2 separate regions of the Mus musculus genome follow, and region 1 is linked to region 2. Evidence: chromatin contacts called from public Hi-C data. All regions are on one chromosome and are shown on one strand. Each heading gives the region's core, a stretch centred on a gene start, on an enhancer-like site or on the middle of the called end of the contact. The rest is flanking DNA. Distances are from core to core; before and after follow the strand shown. Region 1 has its middle 430 kb from the start of Gm32658. Region 2 holds the start of Ptprd (protein tyrosine phosphatase, receptor type, D).

What was found. Hi-C and Micro-C count contacts between places; a contact is called where the count stands out from the background.
Region 1: a Hi-C map of cerebral cortex shows a contact between it and region 2, with 2.7 times the contacts expected there. The contact joins the enhancer-like site here to the promoter of Ptprd in region 2. A contact is called at or near these places in 2 of 39 promoter capture datasets (embryonic stem cells and hippocampal neurons) and 2 of 484 Hi-C or Micro-C datasets (cerebral cortex and cortical neurons).

Annotation. Positions count from the first base shown.
Region 1 is chr4:80,198,935-80,206,303 of GRCm38.p6, forward strand. No RefSeq gene overlaps it. Among named protein-coding and RNA genes, the nearest start is that of Gm32658, 430 kb to the right of the region's middle. Within about 2 kb of position 5,272, at least 16 of the 459 cell types and tissues checked have an H3K27ac peak or open chromatin away from gene starts, as enhancers often do. A contact at or near this core is called in cerebral cortex and cortical neurons, where this site is marked.
Region 2 is chr4:78,206,651-78,213,072 of GRCm38.p6, forward strand. Ptprd (protein tyrosine phosphatase, receptor type, D) reads right to left here and starts at 5,092. Exons shown (of 40, transcript NM_011211.4): 1 at 4,940-5,092. It overlaps B230208B08Rik (a long non-coding RNA gene), which reads left to right and starts at 4,077. Exons shown (of 3, transcript XR_003955358.1): 1 at 4,077-4,265; 2 at 4,943-5,550.

The DNA of each region.
Region 1 (7,369 bases), core at 4,022-6,521, 2.0 Mb after region 2:
AGGTTGATTGACAAGAACCAGTGTACTGGGGTCGACTGGTATTCCACACAGTAGTAGAGGAGTTCGACCCTGAGTATCCTCCAGAAGAAGAGGTATTTAAAGAAAAAAAAAAAAAAAAAAAAAAAAACACAACACAATCCAAGGGGGTAGGGAGGGTATCATTTGAAAATACCGAAAATACCAGTGAAGAGTCACAAGGGGAAACACCCAGTTTCACAAGATTGTTTTAAGATATTAATCTAACTTAGTTCCTGGAACAGAGTGGCTGAACTGGCTTGGGCAATCATCTGTTCTGTAGTCAGCCAGTTCTCCAAAAAGGCTATAGTCAGCCAAGCTCCTGCAAAAGGCTGCTTCAGGGCCCAACTATTTTCTTTTTTGGCTTCAACTTGATCTTGGGGGTCTAACTTAAAGTTTTTACCTTACAATTTCTGTAAGGTCTCAAACATACAGTGAGCAGGTGACCAACTTTTAAAAAAGAAAACCCAAATTTTCCAACATTTCTGCAGCATTTACCATTTAACAAGGCATCTATCTTCTCACTCTCATTATGAGAGTCCATGGTTTCACATCCTTGCTCTTAGGTAATGCTTTGACTATTTAATAAAAAAATTATTATGGGATTGATTTTTATTTTAGACTACCGTTTATACATCAATAACAACAACAACAACAACAAAAACCATCACCTACAAAGCCAACTACACATGGTTCTTTGATTCATCCATGGTTTCATCTCTTATTAATTTTCTTCTCACTCTTCCTATTCTAAATAGATGAACCATTTTAATATTTTGTAGATACTCTAAGTATAAATTTCTGCCGGAACTAGCGATGTTCTTTCTGACCATAAGTTTTCCTCCTAATAGATTCCTGTATATATAGCTTCTCCATTTTCTTTACCTATTTATTGATGTAACTTGATTAAAGAAATTCTCATTTACCATTACAAAGTAAAATAAATAATACATTGAGTTTTCTTTTGTCTTTGAAATGATTTATCCTTAATTTTTCTCATCTTTACTTGAGAAATAAGTAGTCTATACATGTAAGCTTATAATAGATATTGTAAAATTAGTATGTATTATGACATTACAACCATAAATGAAGTTATTATTATATCTAGCACTTCACAGAATTATAAGTCTTTGTATTTTCACTATATATGTGTGAAAGGGAGTATGTACCTCTTTGTGTGTATGTGCAGGAATATACATGCTATTATGTACATATGAACATGTGAGTACTCTTGAAGTAATTTTTTACCACATTAAGGGTTTCAGGGATCAAATCCAGGTTGTCCATACAGAAGCACCTCTAGTGAGCCATCTCTCTAGACAATTACCTCCTTGTCAAAGGAACACTCATGATCTATTTTGTTAAAGTTCAAGTACACTGCATAGACTGTTAATTTCAGTCAAGAGGCTATGATTTAGAACTTCAGAATTAAAAGTGGAAGAAATGACTCTCGCTGGCTTTTGGTCATAGTGTCCATATTTTGGTTGTCACCCACATGTGTCCTTTCTAACTATGATTAGAATATACTACACTATTTGTTTCTTTTCTTTCTTTTTATGGATATTATTCATCACCTGGCAAATGATATGACAGTAGGACCACTTACATCTTAAAATCTTAGTACTAACTCCCATCATTTAAATTGTACCCAGTGCTTCAATGTAACCCTACTGTTAGCATGATTGAATTGAAGTTAGTGGAAAATGGTTGGAAAAGAGATGATATGGATGTGAGTATGTGTCTACAACATAAAAACGTAGGTTACTTCATATATATATATAGCACATCACATGTTTCTATTATGTAGAACACAAAAGAACCTAATATTTGAAAAGAAATATGGTTTTTATGTCTATAAAGTTTAGATATAAGTATTTTTAGGCACCAAATTGTAAATTGGTGACTAGAAATAACTGTCCTAGAGTCCTAGATGAGACATTTTCATAATGGTGGAGCCTGGGCTTCTATTCAAATTATATATATATATATATATATATATATATATATATATATATATATATGTGTGTGTGTGTGTGTGTGTGTGTGTGTGTATACATATGTATCCATGTGTATGGACAATGAGGGCATTGCTATTTTCTCTAGGCATAGCATAACAATGGTCAACGTGGAACAGTGTTATGCTAACCTACAGAAGAATTTTGCCCTAAAATCATAGCAATGAATTAAACAAAACTGCACACCAATTGCTAGAACTATGAGCATAGTAATGAAAGCATTGTCATTACATAACAGAAGAGGAGATACTTCTTTTCAATTCCTCTCATCCATTCTCACTTGCCCCTTATCCAGACATTGTGGGCATGTGTGAGTTTGGAGGGCATTGAATATTGATTGCGGGGATGGCAGTGGTTTTATCTTTGTGAGTCATGACAAATGCTGTGGAAATACCTTTGGAGGATGAACCTGATTTTCAGCCAGTAATGCCCTTCATATCTTTACAAAATGGACTTGAATGGAAGTATTTCCTTGGTCTGTTAACAGGTTGCTAACTGTTATGAAAAAGATGTCTGTTCACATATCCTCAGGAATAATAATGCAACAATAAATTTAAGGATCATCACTATTTTTCTGAAGAAAATAATTATACTGAGAGAAGACAGTTTAGGTTGGAATATAAATAAAATAAGCAGTGAAAATTAAATAGGAAAATAAAAGGAATGCTTAAATTTTAGTGCAGAATAAAAGCAAGAATAAAGGAATGAATGTATAAGTGAAGAGGAAATAAGAAACTTAGAGATGGAATAAATCCAGTCATATAACTTAATATGAAAGTCGTTAAACAAAATGGCAGCATTTGGCTGACTTTTAGGAGCCCTTATAGCATATCTGATACACCATTTTCACAAGACATGTGCTTCTGAGTTCACATATTTAATGTCACATATGGAAATAGCTCTTTTGCTTTCTATTTATTATTCTCAGAATCCTCCACATTAAAAAGGTACAGTTAAGGAAATCAAATAGAGCAGATTATAGTATGGTGAAAAAAAAAAAAAACAGATACAAAATCTAATGGCATCAAATTTAGAACTACATATTCAGGTCCCTAAGTAAAAGCCTATTTTCATGTGAAGGCCAAAATAATACTTAACAAGCAAGGGACATTTTTAGGAATCCAGAAGTAAAAAAACAGTCAACACTATGGCCACTAAAGGTCATTAGCATCACAGGAGGGCTTCTCAGACCATTCTGCTGGCAATAAAAGAGACTAGGTAGGTATGACTTAAAACCACATAGCAGGACACTGGGCGAGAGAAACCAAAACAAACAAGTGGCAAAGAATACCAAAAATAATTATCATAGTTTGACTGTGATACCTGTGTATCTAGAAGCAGAAAATGAAGGAGATCCATCATATGCATACAATTAGACGCATTCCAGGAGCACAAAAGACTTGATCTATTTGTGTGTGCCTGCACTGCCAAGCAATTAGTGGAACCTAAAAGCAATTTTCTTAGAGCTGGGCTTTCACTCAAATGAAGCAAGGTTTGGCAGTTGAAGCTGCATTCACTCTGTTGCTAGGAAAACAAGAAGCAAAAGTGTGAAAGTTCTTTCCAAGGTTCCCTCCCTTCTGTTTCCTTTGCAAGCAGTCCTGTCCTGCTAATTCTGATGTCACAATTGCTTGGTCTTTATTGTCTTTGCCTTCAGATGAAAACAGGCTTTTACTTAGGGACCCGGATATGTATTTCTAAATTTGGTGCCTTTAGATTTTTTTTATCTGTTTATTTGTCACCATCTTCTAATCTTGCTCTGTTTGATTTCCTTAATTGTTCCTTTTTAATGTGAAGGATTCTGGGAATGATAAAGAGAAAGCAAAATGTGATGGGTAAAATATTGCAATACTCCTGCCAAGGGTTTTGTGCCAGGACACATATTAAAAGTGGCTCACTATCTGCCATATTCCCTGAAGACCAGTGTAACTTACCATTTCTGAAGATTTCTGTTGAAAATGTAGACTTGGATATTCTTTAAAATGTCTCTTATTATAGAGGTATTGTTCAGACTCATCTCATGGAAGGTAAATTGTCTTTGTATTGACACTGGTATGTAATAATACATAGGCATTAAATGATTCATACTGCTTACTGCAGTAAGTTTTAGACAGCAAAGTATATAGTAGAAGAACAGAGTGATGGCTCATCAGGAAGAAAAACTTGACAGTAAGGTTCATGGCCTGAGTTCTATTGCCAGAGTACACATGGTAGACAGAGAGAACCAACTCGTCTAAGTTGTTCCCTGACCATCACACTCATGCATATCGAAATACACACACCCAGACATAGACACAGACACACAGACACACACAAACACACACACCAAAGAGATAGTGGGTAATGAAAACATAAAATAAATATAAATGTGCTTTTTTTTGTAGGGGAAGGTTGAGATAAGGTTTTTCTGTGTATCCCTGGTTGTCCTAGAACTCGTTCTACAGATCAGGCTAGCTTTAAACTCAGCCACCTAGCTCCCTCTGCCTCCAGAGTGTTAAGATTAAAGGCAAGTAGCACCACTGCCTGGCTATAATTATTTTTTGAAACAATATATAAGGACTGTATTTAATAATAAAGTAGGTTTTCATGAAGAGCCTAAATTCACCATTTATAATAGTTGGTCTGTATATCCTTCAATAGTTTAATTCAACAGTGTCCTCATTAGTGTAAAAATAATATATGCTACACAGTACTATATTACTATTCTTAAAGTAAGCATATAGCATAAAGTATGTACCTTAAAATTCATTTGTATTGCTCAATATTTTTCATGCTCATCATTCCAAGAATATAAAAATCAACACTTACATTTCAGTCTAATTTCCTGTTTCTTAAAGTTTTTAAAAATTGTTTTGATATGCAAGGGCATAGAAGACTCTATTAAATGAGAAAATCTATGAAGCATCATTTTTTTTTTTTGCAAAGATATGAAGGTCATGGTTTTTCTATTAACAGGCATTCAGAGGAAAGAGCTTAAATCTGCTGAAAAACGGAAAGAGCTCCACTGATTTCCCCTCTGCTTTGAGTTCAGAGGCAGGCAGGCCGGTAATGCAGAAGCATGAACACCACAGGGCTGGTTTGGCAGGCGAGCCGTTGCTATTTCTGAACCATATATGTTTCTTTCTGTTTTTCACATGCCAGAGGCTCTGCTCATTGCCAACCTTTCTCCTTTGTCAAGCTCTGTAGGAAACTGCTGTAGCCCATGCTCAAAGGCAGCCAATAAGAGGGCGCGATGCTGCCACTGCCTTCACATCTCTACTGGAGAAAAAGGAAAATAGCTGCAGGATGTCAGGCCAGCCTTAAAATGTTATGTGATGTTATTGCAAAGAGTCAGAATTCAGCCTCTAAAATATCGTCCTTGATATGGTAACTGTAAGAGAAAGCAGTGTGTCATTGAAGAAAGATAGTAGTCCATTCTTGTTTTTGAAATCCTTTTATACATTTCCTGAAAGGTAATGTCATGAGATCTTTTGGCAGGGATTTTTTTTTCTATGTGTAATTTCCTACCAACCGTCCTTTCCTAAGAAAGAAGAGCAGATGGGTTTCTATTAAAAAAAAAATTAGTCTGAGACGTATCTATTTTTACTGTTCTGCTTAGGAAAGCTTGAAAGCAACAGAAACTCCAGGAAATCATTAGCGCATTTCTGTGAAGAATGTTAGTGTTCATGAGCCAAACCTCATGAAGGCATTATGCGGAAGCGTCAGGGTTCTCTACTTCTACTCTTTTCTCCCATATTGGAGGAACACACTTCTATGATGTAACTGCTGTAAAAACCACTCTATAGTAGTATATAGGGAAATCTTCAACAATAAAGCATTCCAAACTCTGAAAATGTTATAATAATTTAAATTATCTTAACATACATTAGCATATATATATATGAGTAAAATGTATTTTAAGACATGATAGTGTAGAGTCCTTTGAGCTGTCAATTTCATCAAATATTTATCATTTCTCTATTAAAAGTTTTAAAACCTCTTTGAACATTTTATGGAAACACATGTGCACAGTCGTCCATTCACATTGTCTGAATTGATAAATTTTGGTATGTATATGTAAAACTACGCTATAGTTTCTTACAAGGAAATTGAACTTAACAATTTAATTGTATTTTTATTTCTTTTTGTTTGCTTGTTTTTGTTTTTTGTTTTTTTGTTTTTGTTTTTTTTGGTTTGCTTTGCTTTGTTTTGTTTTTCAAGACAGGGTTTCTCTGTATAGCCCGGGCTGTCCTGGAACTCACTTTGTAGACCAGGCTGGCCTCAAACTCAGAAATTTGCCTGCTTCTGCCTCCCAAGTGCTGGGATTAAAGGTGTGCATCACCATGCCCAGCTGTCTTTTTATTTCTTAAAAGAATTCCTGAGCCAGTATGCCATTTGGTATTCCATTTGTCTTCTTCCACTGCTGAAGGCATTAGTTGCCATCTAGGTTGAAGCTAGAATCACCTATGCTCGGTTATGCTATCACAGATTGGGATTTGAGTTGTCTTCACCACACCACACTGAGCTTATCTTCCTTACACTACATGGGCGCTGATGTCATCCCATGTCCTCAAAATCCAGGAAGACAATGTTCTGTTAGTCAGTATCATTCACAATAAGTCTTGTTCAGGGAATAGTCATTAGGCATCATATTAATAAAAAGAAAAGGGTGGAATGAGGATTGGAATCTAAATATTCTTTTCTGTGACTACTCCAATGAAATTTTCCTAGAAAATCCTCTGCTCTCAGGATGAATATTTCTTGATACAAGTTGATTTAGTCTTGAATATTGAGGCAGAAAAGTTTGGGTTAGAGTGCTGACAGATAGTAAAGTCCTGTTATGATTCTAGTGTTTTGTTATAAGTCTATATACAAAACCACAGAAACAAAATTGAGTGGCAGTATCATTTATTAATAAAAATTAAATATGATGAATAATATTCTAATCATACTTTAACCAGATGGCATTTTTGAAGATGCTCAATTTAAACATACATTCTTGAACTGCATAGAACTGAGGAAACAAATAGACACTCAAAAATAAAATAGGAAAAAAATGTGGTGCATTTACATACGAACTTCAACTGTAATCTTAATAAACTGGAATAGTTGGCAAAAACAGAAATAAGAAAGACTATGGCGATCCATCTGACTTTGGCAAAATATAAGAAATAGGTCAAAAAATGATGAGGAAAATGGGAGTCTTTCCCTTCCATGAACAGAAGTTACTATTTTATGTTCTCAGTGCTAGCATTCCTCTGTCAACACCTCTTCTTTCTTCTCTCCTTTGCACCAGGGATGCTCTGACAGTCTGCTTCACTGCGGGGCGCAGGCATATGCATAGCTTCCTCACTCCCTGCACT
Region 2 (6,422 bases), core at 3,842-6,341:
TATAACTGGCTACTTAAGTACTTGTGAGGTTAAAAAAGAATTAGATCAAATATTCACAAATTCTGTACTTGATTAAAACAGCTTCATTGCTTTCTTACACACATTCAAACAACTATGCAAGGTCTCCTGGATAAAATTATGAACACTTAAGTTAAGCCACCTTTAAACTCAAATGAAACATATATTCAATTATACATATGTTCCATTCCTTTCCTGGCATTTAAGATAAGTAAATGTGTGTTAGAGTACAGAGGTGATGTCCATTTTACTTCAACACACTGTTGACTTTGAGAATACTCATTAGGATATTTAGGAAACATAAGAATTTATAAAATCAAGGCCTTTGTATATTGTACTTTATTTGCTTATGAATTAATCAAATACAGATAATAGGCTACCAGCGAGTTTGAATCTTTTTTTTTTTTTTGATCTTTGATTATTGTACACACAGTGGTAATTTCACTAAGTTCAGTAGTGAGATATCTAAGACATTTAGACTGAACACTGTGCTCAATCTCATGGCATACTGTCCTCTGAAAATTTCTCAGGGGATGAATAGTATCTTTTGAAAATAATGGGTTGTTGGCTGTTAATTGCCTAGCAGGTGTGGAATGTGCTGTCCAAGCATGTACTCGACAACCCACCACTAAATACAACTAAACTGGTAGAGAAAACCTGCAGTGTAAGATGGAAATCATTCTATATTTACATCTTTTCATACGTGAAGTAATCAATTACTTCTCTACTTCTCTAACACGTAAAGACTGAAGGTTTTTTTGTTTTGTTTTGTTTTGTTTTGTTTTTTGTTTTCACACTCTGCAACATGCATTTAGGGAAACCACATGAGTTGCATTATATATATGCAATATTGTAAAAATAATAAATATACAGAAATAAAGAGAATTACTATTTGAAGTTGGAAGACCAGAGCCACTGTTGGTTTCTTTTATTTTCTGTTTTTCTCAAACTCTTCTGCTATTTGATTACAGAGATGATAATTCAAAGACAGTAAATGATGGAATATTTTCTCAACAGCAAGAGTAAAGGGTGCTTCAAAGGAACTCAAGACAAATGTCTCCTCCCCTCTACAAGCTCCATCTTGGTTCTCTTCAACCACTGCAAGGATCATCCAACCAAGAAAGCAACAAACCAATGCCTGTCCAACATGGCTTCAGGACCATTAACTTGGCACTTTTGCAAACAAGATGTTTGCTTCTGACTCCTTTGAGGATTCTTAGACTGTCACAGTATAATCTGACAGTTTGCCAAATGTTAGACTCAATTACATCAGTAATTATGCTAGACTGTTTCATAGTGTTTTGTAATTGGAATGATGTAAGGCTGCTAGCACTCTCTTTACTAGGCAGGAAGTTCTTAGTAAATTCAACCAAGCAACCTTCCTTAGGTAACACAGGAAGTCCCAGAACCCTTGTTTTCAATCACATTATGTCTTCCCCTAAAGATACTATGCATTTTTTGTACATCAGTTGTTTGTCTTTATTTAATATCTTGAACAAATTTTAAAGCCTGTTGTGAGTGCAGTTAACTTTTATGCTGCTGATTGTATGAATGAAATTTTATTTATTTCGTATTAATGTACAGTGCTTTTGAGAAATCTAATGAAATCCAAGTGAACCAAAAGTAGTAGGAAAACACACACACACACACACACACTTAAACCTATTAACAGAAATTTGAATTGCCATTCAGCTCAATAAAAAGTTCTACTCATTTAATTTCCCCTCTGACTTTTTAAATTATCAAGTATGTTCATTATATTATTGATGTAGCTAAAGTTTATTAACCTCAGTATAGGTGCATATCCAAAAGATACTATCAAGCTAAGGTATTTGCCTCAAACAACAGAGGCTCTTCTAAAAAGTTATATGTTGTATGTACAGATATAGATAGACAGATATATAGTTGATAAATATGTGGATACATATATAGATAAGTAATGATTTTATTATGTTACTTCACAAATAATACTTTCCAAATTTTTCTAAAAAGAAAAAAAAATACATGTAGGTTACTGACATGTGTAACTTGCACCACAGATCAGCTGTTTTTTAACACTTACAAACTTTTAATTCACTATCCTTTAAAATAATAAAGCTTTAGAAAATTAGAGTTATTAGAAGTTACAATAAAGCTATGTCTCTAACCACAAAACAATGTGCACCAATTGCAGCCACAATTGTGTGGTTTGCTATCACTCATTCCTGAAGTGTTAAAGCTGTATCTGTGAGAACTGTATTTTAGCTTCCACTACACCTTAACATCACTAAGGAAAGTGTCATCGGTACCAGCATTCTTTACACCCCCATATGTTTGGGTTCATGCACCCTCCATGCAATACATGAAAGAAATACCACCATTGCACACATGAAAAGCAGAAAAATGTTATCAATAATTTAACATTGCAATCCAAGACCTAATTAACATTGCTTTGCTTTCTAAATGATGTCTTTTAAGAAAATGATCCTCCTATTGAGAACTTCATAAATTATATGACCATGTGGTCTACAAAATCAAATTTATGTTGCTATAGTTACAGAAACAGACTCCTAAATTTCCTGTTGATATTAAGGGAAGGGAAGGTATGTTTGCTTTCACCAACTGCAACTGTAAGCAAATGCAGGTCCACAGCACTTTATTAGTAAAAACTCCTTTGGTAAGCACACGTTAGAGGAATTAATCATTCATTCCCTGCAGACTGCTTATGTATTTCATCAGACCATTATCCGATCTGAATAACAAGAACAATTGCATAATAAAACACATTACTGCTGACACTAGCAACTTTATTCTTTCAACTTTAAAGTTGCAACTCCTGTATGACATAAAAAGCTGGTGTCAAAAAGCTAACAATTTTATCATTCTGGCTAAGGTTCCCCTCCCTATGGTTACAGAAACAATTACCAGGTATCTCTGTAGGCATGACTAGAAACAGCTTTAATTCAGGATGCCCTTCCTAACACTGACACAATGATAACAGAGCCAGAATGTGTGTCAGTTCATTGTCAATGTAACTGATAAGTCTCTGCTTTCAGAAACGAACAGGTCTCCTGTGCATTCTGTGGGAATAGATACGTACTAAAATATATGTAATTGAATGTTTGGTTCATTCTTAAGTACTACAGCTTATGGACAATTATCCCTTTATGTATTTTTTTTCAAATGTCATGCATCATCTTAGAGATTTGAGGTCACAAATTATAGAGAACATATATATATATATAATCCAGATTTGATCAACCAATGATCTCAGTTTAAATTATTTAAATTCAATCACAGGAATGGCAATGGAGAGCAAGGGGTGAGAAATAAAGTGATGTTCAGGAGACAATGACACATCTTTCTGAAGTGATTCCCTTCCATTACAACTTTGTGTAACCAGAATCATCATCGGGTACACTGTCCTGTCCAATCACTCTAAAACTTATGTCCCAAGACAATCAGAACCACCCAAACAAGATGGCACAGTTCTAAATGCTTTTCCATTTTCAACCATTCTGGCTTTTTTCATACTTTTTGAAATCGATGTCCAACGAAATTTTTACTTAACTATTTGAGTTGAGAGGTGACAAGATTTTTGACTACAAAAGTCTCAATTAATTATGAGAATTCTCATAAGCATTAATTGATAAGTGATTCTTATAATGAAATTTGACCTGCTAATTAGTTGTAATTCTCAGTCTAATTTTCTAAATTTGCAAGGGTTTTGTTGGAAAAGTATGTATTATATTAGCAGAAAAAAAATGAGTGTTAAAGATAAATCACATTGACTTTTTTTCTTATCACTATTTGACTCCAGTCTGTATTAGGGCCATTATGTCGAAGAACTTTGCATTTAAATCGGTTCAGTTGTTTCTAACCTGCAAGTCCTACTGTACCTACAGTATATGTAACAATGCAAGAAGAATTAGATTCAGAACCCATTTGGCAGTGATAAAGAGGGGGAAATGCTGAAACGTTATTGATTCTCTTTCCTCTTGTGCAAAACAAACTGACTCAACTATATTTTTCCTGACATAACATAAAGGTTTTATTTAGATATTACAAAATATTGGCGAATGTCAGGCTACACATGTCTCCTATTCTTTTATGGTACCATTAACCCTTTGATGGGAGGGAGGACGGGTGTCCTACTTGCGTGCACAGAAAAGCTGCAGCCTCTGACAGGGAATGCTAGTCCAAGAGAAATGCTACCTGCAAAAGTTTTTGATGCAGCGATATTCAGCCTTCAGAGATACCTTAAACCTGTCAGCAGCTGATGAGCCTGTCACAGTTCATAACCGGCTGTGTCAGAGTCCCAGCCTCAGCCTGCTCTCACACTGCATTCTTCACAGTTCCACTCCAAATTAACTTCATCAGATTCTCCACCTAGGCTTGTGCCAGGACTTCCTCCACACAGAAACGCCTCACAGACATGAAGTCATCCGAATAGGATTGTATTCTAGTCTTGCAAACCATCTTTCTTAACTTTCCCTTGACCCAATTAATTTCGCTCGGGCTCCTTACAACTAAAGATAAAACAAGCAACCCACTGAAGTCAGCAAAGGATGGAACTTGGGGGTGGACCAGGGTTGAAGGTTACAGGAAGGAGGAGGCAATGGGCTGGTAATCCTCAAGATTTCCTAGGTAATAGTGCTTCAATCTTAGAACCAACCAACATGTTCACAAGCCAGGTCTTCTAGCAGCCCTCGAACAATGAGCCTTTAACAATCAGACTCCTGGGAATGCTGCACATGCAGAGAGACACTCCTAAGTGATCTTCCACAAAGAAACCCACACAAAAATGTTTAGCGAAGCACTTCTCAGGTAGGAATTACTCAAGTTATATAAGGCAAGTTCTTCCCTGGTAAAAGGAACCGGGAGGAAGCATTAGGTAGACGCCTCACTTTGGAGAGCAAGACCAGAGAGCAGTTTTACTTACTAGGGCAGCCGCTCCGCTCTCCTCGGGAACAGAGGAGTCTTCCTTCCCTTTCTTCCAGTCCAACCGAGAACTGTCTTTCTGTCCCAGGGTCCGGGCTCAACTGCAGACAGGGAGAGCAACGGCCTCAGCCGGCAGCGCTCGCTCGGCGTCGGTGGGCTGCAGCGCTTCGGCTTCTTTAAAAGTGGTATCTGCGTGTGCGAGGGCGGCGCGGGAGGGTGGCGGCGCGCTCGGAGCCCGCGGGTCCCGCAGACGCCGGGGCGAGTGCCCGCAGGTGCGGCGGTGCGCGCGGGCGGGGCGGGGCGGGGCGGGGCGGGACGGGCGGCTGCTGCGGGAGGGAGCGCCCGGGATGCTGGGGCTCGCACTCCGCTGGCTGGCTCGCTCGCGCTCGCGCACAGGCGCTCGCACACGGCCCCGCGCGCCGCCCGCGCTCACCTGCATTTCCTTAACGAGCCACTTGATGGCTGCGGCGGCGCGGCCGCGGCGGGCAGGACCGGCGGGGGGCGGCTGGCTGCCGTGGCGACAGAGACCCGAGCCCAGGCAGCCAGGCCTTGCCTCCAGCTCAGCGTGGAGAGCACCTTCCGGCTACCGGGCGCTGGACAGCGCCTGGCCAGGTGCGCACTTCTGCAGGTGTCCCTGCTGCCCTGCTCCAGGTTTCTTGGAGGGAAGCTGGCGGTAAGGGGTGAAGAGTTGGGGTCTGAAATGTAGGGACCAGAGCAGTACAGTCAGAGGATGGAGAGAGAGAGAGAAAGAGAGAAGGAAGCACTTGTCTCAGGGATGTGCTTCTGATATAGGATGTAGTTTGCAGTCCGGGAGCTGGCCAGTTTGGTGGGGCTTTTAAGGGGAAGAAGGGGCTCCGCCATCGTGCTGGTTATCTTGAAGAAAACCTGTGGAAGAGTTTCTGGGATGCAGCTTTGGTACTCCGGAGACGACGCCCACAGGTATATGATGAAGAGGGTCCTTCACCACCACCTTGATATCCCAACGCAAATGGTTTGTGCCTCCACCCACCCCCAGATGCACTTCAGACTTGGGGCTCCTGAGAGAGGAACTTAACCCTTATTCCCAAGAACAGTAGACAGGGAAAATCCTCAAGGACAGGGTGGGCCAGATAGAGTAAAGGCTTTCTTAGGTTTACATTATGTTTGATCAGAACAAAGCTATTGGCAACAAATGCTGTTCCCTGCTAGACAGAAAGCAAGCACATCCCACGGTTGGTGCTTAAAATGAAAAGAAACCAAAATAATTATCACTTTGGTAACAATAAGCAACCTAGAACATTGCAGGTGTACTCTGGCTAAAGGTGTTGTGAACATTGTGGAACGAACTAAACAGCTGTGAGCCACTTCTGCCCAAAGAGGCATAAAGCTTCATCAAAATAAGTGACATGCTCCCACAGCGTTCTTTTCTTTCTTTCGTGCCTGATTTCATTCTTGCTTAGTTTCTTTGGCTCTTCATGAGTGACCCATCCTCTGTCGGGCTCCCT